2 separate regions of the Gossypium hirsutum genome follow, and region 2 is linked to region 1. A link is a contact called in public Hi-C data. All regions are on one chromosome and are shown on one strand. The core of a region is the stretch at or near the end of the contact, and the rest is flanking DNA. Distances in the headings are between cores, read along the strand shown.

Region 1 (3,798 bases), core at 606-3,105:
AATTCATCTTTGGGAGTAAGCCTTCTATAAGAAACTTGAGGTGTAGAGATAAGTCCATGATCCTTGAGGCAGAAATCCCCGAAAGCTCTCGACATAGCTAGACCGGGGCAATCTTGGCCGGGCATCCACACTCTCGGTACATTCGGTTCTTCTTCCATTGCGAATACTCTGCCACCGTTCTTCTGGATTCTTTCCGATTCACTCGGTAAACTAGGTTTCAAATCGACTGTGAGTTGGACCGGAATGATTTGGTTTTTGTTGTCCCTGGTGCCAAGAATCGCTCGAGAATCCCCCAAGTTCGAAATGATCAAGTGTTGGTCCTGAAATAACATTCATTATAATCATACACGCGCACACACACACACACATATATATATATATATTTATGGTTGATGGTAAACAAATGAATATACCTGCTTAACAATGGTTACGGCCGTGGTGCCACTGCAGTAACTATCAAGGGAATCTTCCATGCTAAGATCTTCATCCAATTCTTGGAAAGTTCTAATCAAACTTGCCTCCCAATGCTTGTGACTGCTGTCCTTGTCGCCCTCCTTCTTAGCGCTGGGCCGAGGCTGATGCATTGTCGAAAGCTTCAATGGCAAGGCATCGCATACGTGGCGTGCAACCTTGTGACCCGATGGACCGTGACCGTCAAATACACCGCAGAAGAACACATTCTTTTCCCCCGTAAAGTTCTGCATATTTTCAATTGTTTAGTTCCATTATTTTTGGAATATTAAAACACCAATTCAAGCAGCGCCAAATAAATAAAACATACCTACTATCATGATATAAAGATGATCTGCATCTAAAGTTTTGGGTCCAATTACAGTTTTAGTTCCTCAACTATGTCAAAATTTGAGATTTAATCCCTCTTTTTTGATTTGATATAAATTTGCCACTTTGCTTTTATAAATGGTATTAGTAGATCCAAATTATTAACACGGGTAGGTATTACCATTAAAGTGGTGATATGAATTTTTTGCTATTATTCGATCACACAAGGTCATGTGAAAATCCAATAATGATTTGGCTAACACATTCTAGCATAATAAAAGGACTAAAACATAATTAGACTGAATCTTTGGATGATCAGTAGGTAAGGGCATAAATTAGACATTGAGGGATTGAAGAAAAGATGATAAATGCACTTAATGTACGGTTTCAAGTTGATTAACATAAAGTTCAGGGTTCGCTCCTGTATTGAAAGAACAAAACATTCTAACATAACAGGAACCAACAAAAACACAAGGCATGCGATTATTGCATAAAACATACGTAGCCATAGCAGATGATCACCAAATCCAACAATTAATCACATTCCATAAGATTAAAAATGATTCATTAAGCCATGAAGAACTGACCTCCCAAACGGTCATAGCGTCCTGGTTGATCCCCTTCTTGCCCTTGCGAGTGTACATTGAGGTCAAGGAGGAGGAGCCTTGCAATCTAACAATAGCCCCCGCATGTCCAATCCTGGTAACATTGGCGCTATTGTCATCATTGTTGATGTTGTGGTCTCGATGGTGCCCCTCATCCTCTTTTTCATCTGATCCTTCTTTTTCATACCGTCTACCTTTGTACTTGAATTGCGTAGAACAGCAGGCACCCATCGTTTGGTGTGGGTGTAAATCCAAGGAAATATACCCCTTTTTCCTTAAAAAAAAATTTCAAAAAAAAAATGTGTGCAGCACCCACAAAAAACAAGGCTATGGAACCGGAGGTAAAAATCAAAGGCCCCAAATTGGAGAAGGAAAAATAGTTGGTGGTGGAGGGGACACAGAGGGATTAGAGATATTTGGTTATTTTGTAATGGTAACGATGTCCATCTATACATTGATTGATTATTTTGGACATCAATTTGGGGAAAAAAAAAGATTTACAATTATCATACATGATGACATCAATTAATTTGTAAAATAAAAAAAATATTTTTACTAAATATATATCACAGTTGTTATTATTTTTATTTTTTTTAAGAAAAGGGTAAGCTATTTTTAATTTTATTGATTGTTATTTTCATATTTGTGCTGCATATTTAGAGGGACGATGAGAGGAGAGTGGGTGATGCAGGCAGTAATGTCACAGTAGAGTACATGACATGCCTGTTTGTTGTTTGTTCAGGTTTTTTTCTTTTCTTTTAATTTCTATTTTCTAGGTTTAGAATGTTCCATTCAAGAGCTATTTTCGTTAAACCCTAACCACTTTTATCCTTAATTGCTTCGACTCTATCTCTTTTCCTATTTTTTTCATTTAATTTCGGTTAGTAGGGAGTCTTCGTATGATTGGATTTGATTTTTTCATTTCCGCAATTTATTTTTTCCTTTTATATTCTTTTATTATTATTATTATTATTATTATTATTTTCATTCTCTTCTGCTTCTCCATCTCTTTTATGTTCTTTTAATTTTCTTTTTTATCTTCCCTTCTCCCTTCTCCCTTCTCCGTATTCTAATAACAGTTTCAAGAGTTGTCTCAATTGATTTTCGTGCAACCAAGCACTTAAATCCATCATATGGTTAAATGTTACACATAACAAGTAACCTATAGTTGATTGTTTGACATAATTTGTAGAAGTCTTATGTTTGAAATCCCAATTCTTTGAATTAATTATTAGATCATTTAAGTGATACAACTTTGCAGATGTCTCATTTTTTAAATCCAATTTCTTTGCATTAATTATGTGGAAAACAGAGAGGAAAAAGGGAGAAATAGAAGAGAATGGAAAATAATGAAAAAAAGTTAAAAAACATAAAAAAAATAAATTAAATTACTAAAAAAAAAATGAGGGACCAATTATATTGCTTAACCTAAATTTTTTGTTTGAAATGATAATTTGACGTGCCACGTTAACTTACCGTTATACCATTGACGACAATTAATGGCTCAATGACTAAAATGTTACAATACGTTAACGTAAATGACTAAAATATAACATTTCAAATATAAATTACTAAAATATAACATGAGATAAACAAAAATGACTATTTTAATAGTTTACCCTTAATTCTATTCAATTTAAATTTATAAGATAAAAAAAACGTTATTATCTTTGTACGGGCCTAATTTTGCCCGGCCCGTTTAAATAAAAACCCAAAATATAAGCAGTCCACTTACAAAAAGTTTTAACCCAATTATAAACCATTAACCTAAACCACTAACCCCTTTACAGATTAGGCCCGTTAGCCCAAGACCTAAACTCATGTTTAGGAAAATGAAAACCCTAGCTCACCCTTGCGCCGTACCCCCCTCCCATGTGCGCCCTCGGCACGCACGATGCCCGATGGCTGCTTCCTTCCACCAAAATGGCCGGTTTTCACCCCCGTTGACCCTCCATGGACCTGCAAACATGGCAAAGAAAGGAAAAAGTAAAAGCAGTGCCAAAACAGTAGCAAACAATAGATTTTTGTATTCGGCTATATAGCCACAAACACAAAAAGATTGTAATACACGATTAAGCAATAAAAAAAAAAACAACAAACAAAAAAAGGTTGAGTCTCGTTCTCTCGTTTTTTTACTTTCAGTTTCTTTATTTTAATTTCTGTTCTTAAATCAGTTTTTTAACACAAATATATAGAAGAAAATAGAAAAGAGGAATTACCTGGAAACCCGGAGCCGGTTGTCGGTCGTCGGAGCCCCTGTTTTGTCGTTGAGACCGATTCCCAAAAGGAAAAAGGAGGTTTCTTCTCTCGAGTTCTCGAGCCAAGTAAAGCACCATCTTCGGGTGCCCTAAGCCAGAGTCAAAAAACCCCTTCGCACGGCCTCAACCACCGCCCTCGGTGGTATTGTGCATGA
Region 2 (3,798 bases), core at 385-2,884, 200 kb after region 1:
TGAACATTGTTAATAAATATACACACATTTATGTGCGTCCAAAATCCAAAAGTTGAATGACATTCGTGATTCACCATCATTCAAGCTGTCTTCCATAATCAAAATACCATAAAATATAACACATCCATTTCTGCAGAAACTAAAATTCAAGTTCAGAAAGCCTAATGTCCTATGCGTATACAGCTAAAGAAACAACATAATCACTTTCAATACCAGCCATGAATCTAATTGCTCTTACGCCTTTGAACAACAACATTTTAAAACTTGATTTTCTTTATCAATATTTGTTTAAGAAAATTTGAAACCTAAAGATGATAATTTAGTATTTGTAAAAGTTAGATAAAAACGTGGAATATATAAATTGGTAGCACTTGCAATATAATATTGGCCCTGTTAAAACTTCGACCTGTATAGTTTATATAGACAGTTTAAGATAGTAGTTGACAGTATTAAACCGGAATATGTATTTCCAAAAAAACAAGCCAATAGAAGGAAAGACAGTATAAATATTTTATATCATGTTCTCTTAGCTTCCAGGTTCAACTCAAACAGAAAGAAGGTCAAGGCTGATGGATTAACGACTAAAATATTAATCAACTAAGAATTTTAGGGGAATGCGAGGTATGGAAGGTGAATAAGACAAAGATAAAAATTTGGAGAGAGTAGGGACATTGAGGATAACTGTACATACAGTGATGGTAACATGTGATCCTTCCGCCACAGGGATATCAGTCCTGTCTGCAACCTCTAGCTAGGAGACAAGCAGCCAAGCAAAGCAATCCACATCAAAGTTCAAACCAATGCCAACTAATCATGAAAGAATAAAAAATCAGAGTAGAAAGAACGATATGTTACCAAATGTAAGGCATTCCTCGTGGCCAAAGTAGTGTAGACATTGCCATAAATAGTGGTGAGTCCGATGACCTCCACTTCAGGAGACCTCAGAGCCAGAAATATCGCCATGGCATCATCTGCATCATCCGATTGAATCACAAAGAACAAAGATAGACATCAAGTCATTCGAGCAACATTTAAAGTAACAAAAACGAAAGATATTGTCGATTTATCTTGATTCTTAGGAAAAACCTGAGCATCGAATGGATTTACGTAAAAAAATTCCAATATTTGAACACATGATCTCTTGCTTAGATTTGCTAGAATGTTAACGTTGATGTGAACTGCGATTACGTCGAGTAGCCTAGAATTCGTTTGAAACTCTCTATTCAGGCGAAGTCCTATTTGAGCTTTACTAGCTTTTCTATGAAATTTTCGAAAAATAAGAGAGAAAGGATACAGTATAACAACAGTAGAAACAGATTCAGAGCGACTATTTAGGGATCTAAAAAGATAAACAGATAAGATAATTTAAATTGCAAAAGATCAAATTCGAATCGAGTAATAGGTCATGATTACCAATGCCAGGATCAGTGTCTATGATGATCTTCTTCGGTTCTCCTGCTGCTGAAGCCATTGGCGTTTAGGAGTTTTCTTCTCTGATAGGTGGTAACCTCAGGCCGTGGAAGACTGAAATTATTGAAAGAGAAAGGAAAGAAGAGATTAGGAAATTTGTGCTAAGCCTGAAACCATGGTAAAGTTGGGGGTAGTTGGGTTCCAATCCATAGTAACTTGTAGCCGTAGGCATTGATAATATGATAAATATATTTTTGTTTTGTTTTTTTCCGCCAAATTCTCTGAACATTACTTGGATGGGAAATTAATTCCTATATTTTAATCTATTTTCAATATCAATCTCCAAAATTAGTAATTAGTTTTAGAAGGATAAACTACATTGTAGATCATTTAACTCTTATAAGTTTTGTACTGAAAAAATTAACATTTTAGGCACTTTCATTAAAAATGGTTTTTATTTTGATCACTCATCGATTATTAAATATTATTGTACATTCATTTTAGTTACACAACTTTAATAAATTTACATTTTGATCACTCATTTTATTTTTTTAATTTCTTTTATTATTTTATTTTTTAGAATTAATTTTAATTTTCTCAATAAAAGAGAAAACCATGGATTTTATAGAGAAAAATCATTTTATCATTTTATCTTTTTAACTTTTTTATTTTCCCTTTTTAAAATTAACTTTAGTTGGATAAAAATTTAACTTTAGTTTGTTTTCTTGGGCTTTTACAAGGAAAAATCATATTATCTTTTTAATTTTTTTTCTCCCTCTTTCAGAATTAATTTTGTTTTTTTAGTAAATAGAGAAAATTTAAGTTTTTTCAAATAAAATCCCTTAATTTTTATTGAAAAATCTAGATTTTTAAAAAGAATTGAGTCACAGAAAACTTGAATTTTAAGCTCAAATAACTCGAATAAATATTGAGTTTAAGCTCAAGTTGAATTTAAACTCGGGTTTAGAACTTTACTAATTAAGTAATAGAGAAAAAAACATATGATAATGTATATAATAATCAATCTAGATTTATTTTTTTTATTTTTTTTCGAAAAGTTTCTAAAGAAATTTGGTCATTGTGCATGTGTATACGACTATGGTTATCTGAAGTTTAGTATCTTAATGTGTATTGATTATGACTACGTATATGGAAGTTATTTATGAACTGGATTGGCATAAATATTGGTTTTATGAATATAGCATATGAAAGACGTTTCAAAGTGGAAGCCAATAAGCATTGCTTCACTAATATCACTAGTTGAAAACTCAATGCTTTAAAATCTTTTTATATTCTGTAGTTATATTAAATCGAAATCAAACCTTAAATTGCTAATTCAGATCACAATTTATTTTTTCTTAATAAATTAATCCATGCGAGAAATTAAAACAAGAGGATCGAACCATTTTTTTTATTCTTTTTCAAATTTAATAAATTTTAGTTGATTGTATATTTTATTATAGTTCTATGATTCGGAGTATCATTTCCTATTTGATCCATTTAAATTCTATATTTGAAGTGTAAAGGAGTTGTAGATAGATTAGTGGGTTCACCAATCATTAAAGATTTTAGAACAGCTAAGCCCACGTTACAAGTAATAGTATCGAGAATTACTACTGGAAAAATATATAAAAGATCATTGGGCTATGCGAATTCCTCATAATAATTATGACCCATACTTTTAGCTAATTTAGCTCTTAATACAGGATTGTTCAAGTTAGGCTTTTTTATTATTATGGTAGGTGAATTTTTCTAGATCCATCATCCAAATAACCGAACATGATAATTTTTCACCATCCGGCTCAAACAAAAGTCAATCGAATAAAATGGATACTAATTAATTTTTTCTTTAATTTATTATATAGGGACTAATTTACTTATTTTTTTGGAAGAGAGGACAAAATGCGATCCAACTCCTAATATAAGTACCTCCATGATACTTTACCACCTTAAATTTGATTAAATTATTTCTTAGTTTATTGCTTGGCTCAACAAAAATCCATCTTTATTATATTTTAAAAAAAGGAAAATGCCAAAAAATAAATTGAGTTCATTTTTCAAAAAAATCATCGGAAAAAGTGATCCATTTGTTGTCATTTATACGACCAAAATATTATGATCATGATCATTAAGAATTCAACGGGACCCTTCCTCGCGAATCAGACAAAGAAAGAGGAGGCGGGCCCCGTTTAGTTCTTACACTTTCATGCCTATAACTTAGTTCGTCCCATTATCCATTATTCCATATTACAGGGACGAACCCAATCCAGAATATGAACCATAAAAGAAATACCTATTAAACCGATCACAGGAATACCAGTTACCGTACCTATTATCCAAAGAGGAATCCTTCCAGTAGTATCGGCCATTTATCCCGCTTCTCTCCAC

Evidence for each region. Hi-C and Micro-C count contacts between places; a contact is called where the count stands out from the background.
Region 2: a contact with region 1 is called in a Hi-C map of leaf, with 1.8 times the contacts expected there. The contact joins the promoter of LOC107948972 here to the promoter of LOC107948958 in region 1. A contact is called at or near these places in 7 of 34 Hi-C or Micro-C datasets (callus, hypocotyl and leaf).

What each region holds. Positions count from the first base shown.
Region 1 is chrA04:78,812,764-78,816,561 of Gossypium_hirsutum_v2.1, forward strand. It overlaps LOC107948958 (probable protein phosphatase 2C 65), which reads right to left and starts at 1,856. Exons shown (of 4, transcript XM_016883638.2): 1 at 1,368-1,856; 2 at 414-698; 3 at 1-320. The coding sequence starts at 1,616.
Region 2 is chrA04:79,008,287-79,012,084 of Gossypium_hirsutum_v2.1, forward strand. LOC107948972 (probable uridine nucleosidase 2) reads right to left here and starts at 1,635. Exons shown (of 8, transcript XM_041111435.1): 1 at 1,414-1,635; 2 at 856-971; 3 at 692-751. The coding sequence starts at 1,471.